Regions from separate parts of the Manis pentadactyla genome. Here region 2 is linked to region 1. The links are chromatin contacts, called in public Hi-C maps. All regions are on one chromosome and are shown on one strand. The core of a region is the stretch at or near the end of the contact, and the rest is flanking DNA. Distances in the headings are between cores, read along the strand shown.

What was found. A called contact is a pair of places that touch in the nucleus more often than the background predicts.
Region 2: a Hi-C map of skin fibroblasts shows a contact between it and region 1, with 8 times the contacts expected there. The contact joins the promoter of OVOL3 here to the promoter of APLP1 in region 1. A contact is called at or near these places in 2 of 3 Hi-C or Micro-C datasets (fibroblasts and skin fibroblasts).

What each region holds. Positions count from the first base shown.
Region 1 is chr15:19,615,159-19,622,406 of mManPen7.hap1, reverse strand. It overlaps APLP1 (amyloid beta precursor like protein 1), which reads right to left and starts at 4,357. Exons shown (of 16, transcript XM_036929056.2): 1 at 4,104-4,357; 2 at 3,113-3,256; 3 at 2,153-2,285; 4 at 1,818-1,930; 5 at 1,453-1,586; 6 at 1,160-1,344; 7 at 584-714; 8 at 152-226. The coding sequence starts at 4,250. KIRREL2 (kirre like nephrin family adhesion molecule 2) reads right to left here. Exons shown (of 15, transcript XM_057493061.1): 15 at 5,059-6,245. The coding sequence ends at 5,910.
Region 2 is chr15:19,794,986-19,802,233 of mManPen7.hap1, reverse strand. It overlaps OVOL3 (ovo like zinc finger 3), which reads right to left and starts at 3,894. Exons shown (of 3, transcript XM_036929091.2): 1 at 3,419-3,894; 2 at 2,201-2,396; 3 at 1,559-1,767. The coding sequence starts at 3,649. The coding sequence ends at 1,559. WDR62 (WD repeat domain 62) reads right to left here. Exons shown (of 33, transcript XM_036929080.2): 33 at 3,407-3,483. It overlaps POLR2I (RNA polymerase II subunit I), which reads left to right and starts at 250. Exons shown (of 6, transcript XM_036929092.2): 1 at 250-401; 2 at 479-533; 3 at 823-896; 4 at 978-1,052; 5 at 1,133-1,184; 6 at 1,405-1,510. The coding sequence starts at 343. The coding sequence ends at 1,467.

The sequences.
Region 1 (7,248 bases), core at 3,108-5,607:
CGGAACAAAATGTTGGGGTGGGGCCAGGAGAGGCCGATATCAGTAGGAAGGGTTAGAAGTGGATGAGGCTGGACAAGGTGTGAGTCAGGCTGAGCCAGGTGTGCCCCAGGAGAAGACAGGCAAGAGCAGGACCCACTGGAGGTTGTCCTACCTCATTCAAGGCCTGTCTGTCAGCTTTAGGCAGGTTCTTGGATTGATTGTCTGCCATGGCCCATTCACGCATCACCTGGGACCAAGGAAAGCTTCAGGATTCTAGAATCCACCCTGCTCCACCCAGTGAGCCCCCCAATTTCTCTTCAAGACTTTGGAGGCTCCAGACTCCTTTAGTCACACTGGCTCTTTGGTTTCCAGGAAGGAAGACTCAGAAGATTTCAAGTTGAAGAGTACCATGCACCCGAGTTTCCATAGAATCTCAGTGGGATTCTAGGTGGGCAAGGGGTCCCTCATCTTAGGGGTGGTGTTGAGGGCTGGGGGTTGGTGACTTGGGGAGCTTTTGGAGGTAGTCTTAGCATGTCTCTGAGGAATCTCCTGGTATTTAGTGAACTCTGTGTTGTGGTGGATCCTAGGACCCTAGTATCATCACCTCATTAATCTGGCGCATCCTACGCTCCTCCAGGTCCATCTTGGCCCGCAGAAACCCCTCATGTTCACTGATTTCTCCAGGCATGCCGAAGTACACGTCCACACCATCTGTAGGCCTCAGAGTGGGAGTCACTGCAACACCAAGAATCAGGGGATCCGCAGCCTGAAGCCCATCTCCAGGTCACTTTCCTTTCTGGGGAACTACATTTTCTAGAGTATAATACATCATGTGTCTACCTTAGCCATAGTTGCTGCCTGGTATAATGGGAGATACAGTTCTAGACTGGGCCTGTTCTTGCAAAGTTTAGGAATCCTCCAAGCTTTTCACAAATAATCCTTAGGACCTACGAAATGGCTTCTCTGTTTCCAGGTACCCCCAAACCACCCTCACTTTTTGCATTCTTCACAGGCCAGCCCTTCCATCACTACTTCATGCAAAGCCACTTCCATCCTTACTGTTTCCCCAAGTTGGGCCTCTCCCCAGCAGGTCCCTCCCCAAACTCTCCCCACACCAAGGCTCCCTCAAATCATCCTCTCTCTAGCATGGAGGCGACTAGAGGCTCAAAGACTGCTTCACCTTTGCTAACCCCTGCAGGGGTATGAGAGCTTGAGGGTGGGACTCTTTCCTCCTCTTCTTTCTCTTCAGCCTGAGGGGGCTCCACAAAGTAATCGTCTACTGGCTGGAGGAAGGATTCCTCCTCTTCCTCGTCCTCACTTCCTTCTGCTCTGCCCCTCATGGGCCAGGACCGGGTGGAGGGGTCACTGAAGGAACAGAGACCCGAGGCAATAAGAACCCAGTCCCAGGCCCCAGGCTTTCATCTCCTGCCTTGGGAACTTTGGGATGGGCGTAGAGGGTTCCAGCCCACTCACCCAACTGCTGTCCCAGACGGGTCGGGGGTCACTGGAGGGGGGCAGCACACATACTCCACACCTCGGTACCGATCTGTGCCACAGGGCAAAAGCATGCCTGATCCATGCAGGATGAGGCCCTGGGAGCTGCAGGCCTGCAGGAAGAATGGGCCCAGATGCTAGGATTTTGGGGTAGGAGAAGGCAGAGGGGGAGCCTGGATGCCTGGGTCGTGGGGGTTGATGGGGCTGGGAGCCTGGATTCCTAGTTCTGTCCCAGTGGGAATAGGAGGCTGAGGCCCAGATTCTTGGGTTCTGGAGGAGGAGGGTGTTGGCGGACTGGACTCCTGGATTCTGGGGGATGAGGATGGATGGGCCAGCGTCCTGACCTCCTGTGCCTCCTGATGCCTCCGGGTTGAACTCTCACACTGGTCCATGCGCTCCTGGTGCAAGAACCGGCAGCCTTCGGGCACCAGCAGGGCCTCACTCACGAATTCACTCGCTGGGGAGTTTGGGGGTACCAGAGTGAGACCTTAGTCACTAGCCACTAGTCCCATAGCCACTAGCACCCCCCTCCTCAGAATCCAGATATTTTATCATTTCTTCTCTGCCCAACTCTGTACCCAGGCAACCAGCTCCCTAATGTGAGCCTGAGACCAGGACCCAGAATCTCACCCCTTGGAAACTCCCACCTCCCTTCTCCCTCCCCCAGCTTGTGACTCACGCAGGCAGTGGAAAGGCACAACCTCGTGGTGGAGGTGGGCACAGCGGCCACCCCGGGCACCCCCACACCAGTGCTCCATGGGGATGGCCTGCGTCGCCTGTTCCACACGTGCTATCTGTAGATCCGGGTACATCTGGGGGCACCGGGTGGGGGCAATTAACCCACGGCCCCGCCCATGCCAGCCGCGTTCTCCCTCTTCAAATCTCTGGTGTTCATAAGGACCTCCACTTCCTAGGCTCTGCTTCTCTATAGAACCAGTCAGGTATCTAAGTCACGCAGGCCCATTGGCTACGCCCCCTAGTAGCTCTCCCTTAAAAGCCCTACCGTCCCTAAGGGCCCCTTTGCCAGTCTGGTTTCTTTTCTAAGGTCCCTCCAGAAACTCAATCCCTCTAAGCCCGCCTCTCTTCTAGTCACTTCTGCCCCCTCCCCCAGTCAGGTTCATCACCCCATAGGTTCCACCCTTCTTTAAGCCTCTTCTCTTTCTCTGGCCTCTCAGTGAAGAGTACTTTCTCTTTGTGTTAGACCTGCCTTTTCATAGCGACACCTCCGAGCTTTCCGTGGTCTCTTTGGGCTCCACCCCTTTTCCTATCTTGTTAGTCCTTCAGATTTTTTCCTCTTAGTCCTGCCCCACCTTTAACCACGTCCATCTATACATACCCTTACTCTTTAAGGGGCCCATAACATACCGCTAAACTGTTGTCTTTTCACTGGATGCCTTTCTTAGCTGGCCATATCTGCATGGTACTCCCCCTTTGCTGACCTAGTTTCTCAAAAATAGGTTCCACCCTTTCCTAAATTCGACTCTTTTTTGGCCATGCTCTCTAGCTTCTCACGCCTTCTTAGATCCCTCATTCTCCCTGGACCATGCCTTTAAGCACCACTAGCTTCTGAGGCGCTACCCGGCCGCGTGTTGGACCAGCTTTCCCGCTGACCACGCCCATCCCAGTAGGCCCCGCCCACCTGTCTGCAGTACTCCAGCACGCGTTGCGGGTCCCGGAGACAGCGTCGCGAGCGCTGTGCGTCTGGTTCCCAGCGGCCGGTGCGCAGGTCCCGGTGAAGTGCTAGGCGCCCGCATAGTCCAGCCACCTGGGCCGACCCCGGGGCCTGGGGGTGGGAGCGGAGTCAGCGAGGGCCTGGGGTCGTCGGCTTTGGGTCCCCCGGACCTTTGCTCTCTAGGATCCAGATGTTCAGATCCCCAGCACCAGCCCCCTCCACCAAACACTGCGCGCCCGCCTCCGTTGAGGTACTGCTCCTCGGGAAACTGCTCCCACAGGGCGGGGGCGCAACAGCTCTCCTGTTGCTATGGCGACCCGGGTCCCTCGGGATTCTCGGGGCCTGTTGCCGCGGACACAGGCTCCGCCCCCACATCGGCGCAGCCGCACTGGGGCCCGAAGGGGTTAAAGCTGAATCGCGGGGGAGGCGGCCAGAACCCAGGCGTCTGGCCCCTCCTCCCTCCATCCCAGCTCAGGCTCTGATTCTCGGGTGCAAAGACGAGAAGGCCTGGCTTCAGGGCCCTGCAAGCGTGGACATCTAGTCCTTGAAGGCTGGAAAGCTACATCTGGGCTGGGTGGCGGTGGTTGGAGGCCTAGACTCCTGAGTTCTGGGAGGCTACAGGGCCCCTCAAATGGGTCCAGTGGATGCAAGGGGTACGGATTCTTGGATCCAGGTGCTTTGCGGTCTAGTGGGTCCACGTTCATGTGGGAAGGGGTCGGGGCTGAGTTACCTAGGTCGAGAGGGTCTGAGGGAGCTGGACTTCAAGCCAGTTCCTATGCTAGGGGCGAGAGGCGCCTGGATTACAGACGATAAGGGATATGGAGCTTGGACTCGGTTAGGAGAGCCTGGGGGCCAGCCACCTGGTAGAATGACTGCCTTTTCTGGCCTGGACAAGTCCGGTTTGGGGGCCCAGAGTCCCAGTCCCTTCCCGCATTCCCCAGGACCCGCCGGGCCTCACCTCGGCTGCACCGGGACTCCCACCGCTCAAGCTCCCGACGGCGAGCTGCGCGCGCAGAAGCAGAGGCAGTAGTGTCAGCAATAGCTGCAGCGGCGGCGGCCCTCGGCGGCAGCCCAGATCGCGAGCGGCGGGGCGTACGGGCCCCATGTCCCGGCCCTCACGCCCTCACGTCCCTTGCACTCCCGCCCGGCCCCAGCGGTGACAGGAGCTCCCAGCGCCGCCGCCGCCGCCACCTCCCGCCGCCCCCGGGCTGCGCCGGCGCCGCCAACCCCGCCCCGCGCCGGCCCCGCCTTCCAGGCCAGGACAATAGCGTGGCAGCTCTGCGCAGAGTGGAGGAGATCGGGAACCCCCGGTGGGAGCCTGCGCCAGGCCCCCGCCCCCTTGAGACTCCGGCGTCCCACCACTGCCAGGGCCTTGCCAGGAGTCTGGGTCATGGGCTCCTCCGCTGTGGATTTTGAATCTGCCCTCAGGACCCTTAGACCCAGACACACACAAATCAGCTTCCTCCTTTTCCGGGGATGCCAGCATTGGAGAATCCCCCTCTTGTCTCCCAAACCCCACCTCCCTGCCCAACAAATTCCTTTCCTAAGATCGCAGGAATACAGGCCTCTACAATTTCTCCAATTAAGAACACAGCAGTTAAGATCTAGCCCCCTTCTCCCTTAGATCCAGGAGTCTGGGTCCCAGACATTTTTCTCAGGACCACAGACAAAGCCCACAGTCCTTTTCACTAAGACCCAGGAGTCTAGGCCGTCTACTCTGCTCCCCAAAGATCCTAGGTCTGGACCTTTAATTCCTAGGTTAAGGATCCATGAACCAAAGCCTTCAGACCCCTTGTTTAAGGATAACCTGAATCAGACCCCATACTCACTCTAAGGACCTACCCTTAACCTCTGTCTCCCTGCCTTCTCTTCAGGACTCATTGCTTTGTCTCCTCTAATGACAGTGTAGAATTCTGTCCTCCCCAAGCTGAATGGGGCGGCCCTGTCCTGTGTGTGCATCCATAGGTGTATGTTTGTGTAGATGCGTATTAAAGAGCCTGAAGCTCTGAACAAGTAGCCAGGGGCTGGGAGGTGGCTTACAGTTTTGCTCCTACAGCCACTTCATAGCCTAGGGTTAGAAGAAGGGCCCTGGGGCAGGTTCAGTGGATACTTTCCTTGATGTAGAGTAATAATGTGAGGAGAATCCTTAAAACACATTCACTGCTCCACTTTTTTTTATTAAACATAAATATTTTCATCCCCAGATTCCACCCCAACACACACACCTGTGACAGTTCTCACCCTATTTTTACTCCTTGAGCCCAATTCTTCCAGGGCCTTTAGGAGGTTGGAAGGAATCAAGATTGTAACTTGCCCTCTTGACTTCACTTCCATTGGCCAAGCAAATTGCACCTCAGGGAGAACAGGATAGGACCTGGTCTAGCTTCCACCTTCATCTGCCCTATGCTGCCTCTCTTATTAATGCAGGTGGTGATCCTGAAATATCTTCTTTCAGTGTCTGAAAACAACTTCCATTCCTGCCCCTAACACCCATCACCCCATGTCCCCATCCCTCTGCAAAAAGCTCATTTGTCATCTTGAATATCTTTTGCATAGGAGAATAGGTGGGCACAGTGGCCATCTTGCTCCCACTTGGGGCATCCCCTTAGCTGAGCTCACTGTAAATCAAGGATCCAGACAGTTGTAACGATCTTTCCCTCCCCTCAATGTTCAGTTTTGGAGAAATAAGGTTACCAACTTGTTCTGGTTCCTCAGAAATCAGGACAGTCCATTATGGCAAGCTGAAGATCTCAGGACTCTTCAGTCACACATGAGTCTGGAGACGTGGGTGGCCGGATGTGGGGAAGGCAGTATATGGGAAGGGGGGAGTCCTGGGGGCTAGATCTGGGGGCCCAAAGGATGTGGGTTTCATGTAGCTGGTAAAAGCTCGAGGATGAGGTGTGGTGAGATAACCTGCCCGGGCTCTATACAGTCTGCAAGGGGGGACCATGCCCAGGTGTGGGTTGAAGTCATAGAAGGTAGGGGTCCCTGGAGGTCCAAGAGGGGAGGAAGGGGGCAAGAAGAGGCCTCCTCCAGGGGCTTCACCAAGGCTCAAGCTCACACTGACTCCTCGGACCTTGTAGTAACCATTGGTTGGGTCCTGAGGGGACAAATGGGACATGTTAAGGAATGTGGAGAACATGGGGAGTGAGGGTCACTGATAGAGAGACACACTGAGATAAAGTCAGACCTAGAGAGAGATTAAAAGACATAAACAGGAGCAGGCAGAAACCCAGAGGTAGAGAGACAGACATATAGACTGGTAGGAAGACAAAGTGGGACAGAAAAATGAGAGACAAAGGGCCAGAAGGAGATGGGCAGAGAAAGGCAATAACAGAGGGATACAGGCCTGCTGAGGGGTGGTGGTGTAGAAGGAGATGCAGAGGGAAGAAGAGAGAGATTCTTCTTGAGACTAAGACATTCATTCATCTTCACAACAGTCCTGGGGCTTTGATTCTGTGTCATGTCCTGTGCAGTTGCTGAAGGCATCTGTCACTAGAAGACACTGGCCCTGTCCTCACGGAGCCCAGATTCTCAGAGTGAAAATGGCAAATCACCTGAGCCCAGAAGGGTCAGGTTGTGATGGAGAAGCACAGGCAGGATTTCAGGCTGTGACAGGGGAGCCCAGGTCAGAGTGGTGCTGGCTGTGACAGGGGAAACTGATAATTAGGGCTGTGAGGAGGGAAGCATGGGATTTCTAGAACAAGAAATGATAGAGCTGAGACCAGGGGGTGAAGAGAAATAGGTAGGTATGGGAAGGAATGTGGAAGTATTTCAGGTCAAGAGAATAGCATGTGCCAGCTACAGAGGAGGGATAAGGGATCTGGACTGGGGACTGGGGTCAGTGGGGCCCAAAAGAGATGGAACCCCAAAGAAGCAGCAAATCTGGAGAGGTGCGAGGCCAGTGTGGGATCTGGTAGGTGGCCTGGCCATGGGGGAGGCAGCAAGGGAGAGGCATCCTGGGATGCGACTGTGATGGGGAAGGCACAGGCAGAGCTAAGCCTGGTCTGGAGCTCAAGAGGGAGGCCAAGGCTGGGACAGATAAGTGGGAAGAGTCACTGAGTATGCACCCAGGCAATGGAGGTGGGTGAAGCAACCCAGAA
Region 2 (7,248 bases), core at 2,645-5,144, 180 kb before region 1:
CTCGCGCATGTGCACTGGCCTTCAGCCAGCAGCGAGCAATGGCTCCTTTCATGCTTAGGGATTTGCGGGGTTCGTGTCGCACCGTGTTCCCAGCTCTCGTACCACACTACTTTATAAACCGGGAAAGCGAGACCCAAAAATTGGAAGCAATTACTCTAAGATAGCAAAAGATTTAGCAAGCATTGATCAGACCTCAGGCAGAGCACCGAGCACCAAGCTGCAGGGAGCCAGTACGTACGCGCAGCTCCGCCCCCTTTTTGGCGAAGCAACTAGGCCTGACCCTTCCCGCGACCTGTCGCGCGGCGGAGAGAACGCGGAAGGCTGGGCGGGCAGTGCGTAGCTATGGAACCTGACGGGACCTACGAACCGGGTTTCGTGGGTATTCGATTCTGCCAGGAATGGTGAGGCTGGGGTAGCAGGAGTGGAGGGGAGCAAGTAATGGCGCCAGGACTGACTTCTGACATCCCTTTCCCCACAGTAACAACATGCTTTACCCCAAGGAGGACAAGGAGAACCGCATTCTGCTCTACGCGGTGAGCGCTAGCCCGCGGGGCGCCCCGGTCTTTCCCACCTGTCCAGAGGTTCCCAACGTGACCCCTACTCCCTGTTACATACCCCACGCACCCTACTCTCGCCTCCTGACTTTACCCTGAGTGAACCCGAGGTGTCTTGTTCATCGCCAAGGTGATTCTCGATCCACCTATTGTCCCAACCTCCAAGACTCCATCTCCTAGTCACCTTCTCCGAGGAAGACCTTGCCCTCCCTTCCCGTCCTATCGGGATCTCTCCGTGACCCCCTCCCCCACATTCGTCCTCTCACAGTGCCGGAATTGTGATTACCAGCAGGAAGCCGACAACAGTTGCATCTATGTCAACAAAATCACGCACGAAGTGGAGTGAGTCAGCAGGACTGAAGCTTGGGAACAGGGTTGTTGGCTTGGGAAGCCTCCATAATTATTCACCCTCTGTTTCCTCAGCGAACTGACCCAGATAATCGCTGACGTGTCCCAGGACCCCACGTTGCCGCGAACCGAGGACCACCCGTGCCAAAAGTGAGCGCGCAGCTGGTATTGGGGGCAGAGGAGGGAGAAGGGAAAGGCATGGCAGGCTGAGTGGCTGACTGTCCCCTCAGGTGTGGCCACAAGGAGGCGGTGTTCTTCCAGTCGCACAGTGCCCGGGCAGAGGTGAGTAGCACGAGAAAGGAAGGCTGAGTATCTTGGGCTTAGACCTTGCCCAGGGCGGGGATACCACTACCGGGGGGACCCTGGCGTCCTGAGCTGGACATTTACCAGTGGGGAAAGTCCCATTGTCTGTTATTTTGGGGTGAGGCTCTGCTGGATGAGGTTCCATATTGTACCCTCTGTTGGGTCTAGACCCTTCCTGACTGTGGGTCCTTTCTGCCAGGATGCCATGCGCTTGTACTACGTGTGCACAGCCCCGCACTGTGGCCACCGCTGGACCGAGTGAACCAGCCTCCCCCATGTGTAATAAATGCTGTGTTCTTTGCATACATTTCCTGATTTATTTGCCTCTCACGGGCTGATTACTTGGTGCGGTCTCAAGCAGAGCGGTGCAGGGCGCAGTGCTGTGCATAGGTGTCAGGCCGCGAGCTGGTGAAGCCACAGTCCTCACATACATGCAGCTTCTCACGGCGCTCACGATAAGCATAGCTGGCTGGCTGCCCGTGCACCTTGGCAAGATGCGCTTCAAGTGAGCAGCGTTGTGTAAATGCTTTCCCACAAGCCCTGCAGCGGAATGGCCGGATCCCTGCATCCATGGACCAGAGCAGGAGCAGACAGACAGCAATGACGTCTAGACCAAAGCCTCCACATTTTGTCTTCCATTTGCATTCCCCCATTCCGATTCTAAGCTCACCAGACTCCATCTATGTCCCACCATCTGCTGCCTCCACCCACTGCAAATATGAGCCAGACACCTGTGTCCCCACCCTCATAGGATGTTCTTTCCCCTGGAAAGAGGGAGTGGGCCTTTCCCTTGCACTCTTTAACCTGGGACCTAAATCCTGTAACCAGTGCCTGTCTTCCATCTACACCCCGCAGCTGGCCTCTACCCTGCCTCCACCTTACATCCACCCTCAGGGATCCGAGGTACACTACACCGTGTTCTGGGCACTTCCCTCCATTCCATTCTACCCCTACTTGGGGCCCAGTAGCCCCTCCCTGTCCCTGCCTCTCCTCACCAGTGTGAGTCCTCATGTGGCGCTTGAGGTCGAAGGCATCGTGAAAGCCCTTGCCACAACAGCGGCACACGTGGCGGCGTGCAGGACTGTGGCACTTGAGGTGTCGAGTCAGCATGCGCTGCAGTGGAAAGGTCTTGTGGCAGAGTGGGCAGCCAAGTGTCCCAGGGCCCTTGGGAGTGGCAGCGAGAGTGGCATGCTGTGGGAGGGATGTGGGAGTTAAACCCCACCAAATGACCACCAACTGCCCCCGCCCATCCTACCCCCCACCTCCGACCAGAGCAAATGGAGTGCCTAGAACGGAGCCAAGGAGGTCTGGGAAGGCCAGAGACTATTATTTGTGAGTGCACATGCCACCCTCTCCATGGCCTTCCCTGACCATCCCCCATTGCTTTTACCTTGCTTTATATTTCTCCATAGCACATACCAACTTCCAACGTACATATTTTTCTAGTTTTATTGCCTACATCTGCACCCCCATCAGATTATAAACTTCAGGAAGGCAGGAACTTTTGTCTTATTCCTGCTAAATACACATTGCCTGCCTAGAATAGTCCCTAGCCTTCAATAAATACTGAAATAATCTTAAGCATATCTGCACTCCTAGTGCTTCCCTTCTGCCAGTGAATTCACAGCTGAATACCCCTTCTGAGAGGCCCCAATCTCCTGTCCCCACCCCTCAAATCATTTTTCAGCTTGAATCCTGTTCCTCTGCCCCACTGGACAAAGAGATCCCTGGGGGCAGAGAATGGCTTCCCACCATGGGGAAATGGTGCTGGGGATGAAGTCTAACAGCTCTCTACTAAGAATGGAAAGGCCTATCAACAATACTTCAATAAAAAAATAGTAACTCCTTAACAGTACACATAGATGCAATAAAACTGCATAAAAAGAAAAAAAGGGAGCAATAACAACACAAGATTCAGAGAGATGGTTTCCTTGGGTAGGGGGAGACAGAGGGATAGGTTGATAGGAAACCATGTGGTTAAATGAGGCCTAGGGTCAGATTTAAATACCATTTTGGATGCTGGGTGGTGGATACCTGAGCTATGAAGAAAAAAAAAAAAAGGCCATCCCAGCAGAGAACAGTGGATGGAAAGGGGCTGAGGCTGGAGGGGCATGTGCAAATGGGCTGGGGAAGTAAGAGCCAGTCAGGTTCTGCAGAGGCAGACAGCAGAGGGGGTGAAACAGCAGGGGCTTGTGGGGCAGCTGCAGACTCACCGCTATCCAAGGATCCCCAAGGCTGGAAGATTGATGTGCTGGTGGCCCCCCAAGGCTGTTGCAGTCTGAGGAGAGAAGCCAGAGTAATACTTTGTGTCTCCCCTACCCCGCACCTCCGGGCCCAGTGAGGGGCCCACCTGGGACATAGGTGTCTCCCCGAAGCTGGTCAGGCAGGTGGCCCCAGTTAGGTGGCTGTGGACGCCGACTCCTGACGAGGAAGGCACGGGGCATGGTGAGATGGCTCCACTCATACACACGCGCGCGCACACACACACACACACACACAAAAGCTGCCTCCACCTGCTGTCAGGCCTCAGCCCCAGGATGACTCCGGGTGGGAAGGGAGGGGAAGCCATGGAGGAGCCTTATTCTCTCCATGCAAATTTTGTGACCGGCCCAGGGAGCCAACTCTGCTGGCTCCAGTTACCTCTGCCGCGGGGCCTGCCATTCCTGCCCTTTCCTGTGTGCCAGGTTCCTGAGAGCACTCTCCAGCCCCGGAGCAGACCAGCTTTAGGACCCCCCAAGGAAGTCAAACAAGGGCAAGACTGGAGCTTAAGCAGCCCCTAGGTGTGCTAAGAGCTCTTAGGAAACAGAGACCCCAGAGGGGCTGCATGTCTTCCCACAGTACCAGCAGGGCCAAGGACCTGAGGGTCTGTTTGCCAGGCAAATCAGTCCCCACTGGACATCCAACAGCCTGCTTGGTTATTCAAATCACAGCAGCTGTTTGAGGACGCAGGGACGGGGGTGACTGTGATTGCTTGCTCCAGAGGGTGGAGGGCTAGCAGGGTCCAGTAGGTAAGGGAAGAGTGAGCATCCAGGCCATGCATCTTAAGCAGGAGGCTCTACCTCTCTGATCTTCAGATGCCCAGAGCTGACATTCAGCCAGAAGCACTGCTTAGGTGTAGAAGGCATTCAAATACTGGTTTATTAATAGTCCGGCTCCTAGTGACTGCTTGGAACACCACCCCCACGCCCTTCCTGTCCAGGAACTAAAAGGAATCACCTGATAGAGGCAGGGGCTCCCAGGACTCTACCCTCAGCACTCTAGCTGGGATGTGCTCTAGCTTAGTTATTGTTTGACCTCTTAACCAAGGGTTAAGGATTTTGAATATTCCCCATACCATTACTTTCATTTATTCACCTAACAATTTCCTGAGCTCCAACTATAGGTTAGGCCTAACTTGGCACAGAAAATGAACACATACTTAGTCGATGGGGGAAACATGTGACAGCCCAGAATGAGCACACCTGTGACAGGAAGCCCAGGCAGAGGGATCCAAGCTGCAATCAAGAAAACTCAGGGGTACTGGGGTGCCCAAGAGAGGCCCCTGATCTAGTCTAAGGTTCAGGATGGCTTCCTGGGCATGAGCCCTGAAGGAAAAAGAGTTTCCACACAAAGGGAACAGGCTATACAGAGGCTTCGGGATGCGAGAAGCAGTATTTCATTTCTTCACACTCGATGGGAGTCGTCCTGCTGATTCGTTTGGGGAAGCAGGGAGGCAGTGCTGAGTCAGCTGGCCCAGAGCTTTGCCACGTTATCTCTGCAGGACTTGGGCAAGTCTCTTTGTGCTGAGCTTTGGCTTCTTCATCTGGAAAACAGGACTAATGAGTCTCCTATCAGTCACTGGTTTGTGCTGAGGACCCATGTAGATCATGTGGAGAGACTGTTTAGCATGGGTGCTAGCAAGTGGCAGACATACACAAGAGGTTTTGAGGAAGTCTTGAGGAATGGGGTGGTCAGGCAAGCATCTGAGTTTCAATATACCCATCCCTAAAATGGGGTTTTAAGTGTCTCCATCTCACAACTGCTGGATTTCATGCAGTCATGACTGGAGTGCCCAGCACAGGTCTAGCAGTGCGCTATCTGGGATGTGCCCAGCACGGAGTGCAGGAGGCAAATTGCACTGAATGAGCTAGCAAATGGGTGAGGGGGCCGTTTTGTTTCTTCTCAAGTGCACAGTTCTCCATGCCCAGCACCTTGTCTCTTGAGGTAACGTTCCTGTGTTGCTGAAAACACAATAGAGAAGAAATCTGGGCCTGGGTGTCTTTATTTGCCCCCAGGAACTTGTTCTGTCCTGTTCTGCCCTATTCCATGTCCTGGGAGGCTGACCTGGGTGGGCAGCAGCATCTGGCCTCCTGTGCCCTCTAGCTTCCAGTAGGGCTTGAGCCATGGAGAGCCCTGAAGATGGGAGAGGGGATTCCGCCTAACTCCCTCCCTGTGGGGGTGCAAGGGACACAGCTCCCCTTAGGGTAGCCCTGTCTCCAGGATGTGCTCTTCTGGGTTGCACTTTGTCCCCTTGTGCCTCGTGGTCGGGGTGGGGGCTGAGGGCAATAGCTCTTCCCTGGGACCAGCCCAGGGTACTGTGTTGGCCCTGTGGTTTCCCTACTCTCTGCCCACTCCTTTGCAAATGATCCCGTCACTCAACTCTCTTTAAAACACCTCATGTGAGAATGCTGTCCTCTTCCTGTTGGGACTCTGTAGGTTCACAAGCCACACACACACATTCACCAGCAGTGGTTGCTAAACCAGCTGGTTAGTGCAAGGACAAAGTGTGGTCCTTCCAGGGCTGAAGAGCTCAGCATTAAGTGGAGAATGGCAGAGACACCAGGTCCTCTCTAACTACCAGCCCACCCTCCTTTTGTTCTGAGAGTCCAATTTTGAGTAGTCACATGCCCAGGAGAAGTGTTTGTCGAAGCAAATCGAAACAATCTCTATTCCTGTTTCCTATGACTGCTTTGAAAGGGGAGGAGACATCTAGGAAGCCTTTGTACTTTTCCCCACTACCCTGGCAGCTGCCTCGCTTCAAGGCTTTGCCCCTGGTTGGATGAGGGGTACCGCTGAGTGCTATGGCAACCGTGTTGCAGCTGTGAGGGCCTATGCTGGAGGGTGAAACTCAGATTCACAAAGGGTGACAGAGCAGGAACATCAACATATATCCCCTACAGCTTGGGCCCCTGAAAGCCAGGAGTTTGCTACTTGGAGTTGGGTCAGAAGAGGGTAAATTCCATGAGGGACAGTGGCTCAAAATGGTCCCCTGGTGTCCAGGGGCTTGCATGCCAAACCTTGCCTCAAGGATCTTAGGCTACTGTGGCCAAGCCAGGCAGGAGTAGGAAGGGTGGTTTTCCAGGCTTGTTGGGGCAGCTGTGGACCTGGGCCGGGAGCCCTTAGCAGAGGTGCAGCCCACCTATGAGTTCTGGACCACCCCAACTCCCTGAGTCAGGGAGAGGGAACCTTGAGAAATAAATAATACCAGGCATCTCTCCACACCAAGATCAGGTATTGAAGGGAAAAACATTGTTGCAAATGTTTCTTGGATTTAAATGTCATGAAGCAACAAGGCTTTGCATGTTTAGACCCCATTCTTCTACCTCCTCTCCTACTCTCTCCCCTAACTCTGTTCAGCTATCCTGGCTTTGTTGTTATTCCTTACACATAGGTTTGATCCCCCCATGGGGCCTCTGGTACTAGCTGTTCTGCCCGGTGGCTGTCCTGGGACATCCACATGGCCTGTGCCCTTTAGCAAACCTCAGCTCAAATGTCAGCTCAAAAAGGCCTTCCTTGACCCTTCAACCAGCACAGTGAATTTCCTCAACTCACCAAGTCTCACAGTTACTTTGTGTGTTTCACTCTCCAGAGGCGAATGCCATGAAGGCACACATCCTCACTCTACCCCAACTTGCTGAACAGTGACAGGCACCTGGGGGCCAGCAGGTTTTTTTTTAACAACTGCATGATTGATTCTGATGTGTGTCAATGTTTACAGAGGTAGCAGAGGACCATGTCCGCATGTTGAAGGGTCTGGCTCTGCTACCAGGCCAGTTTAGGTTTG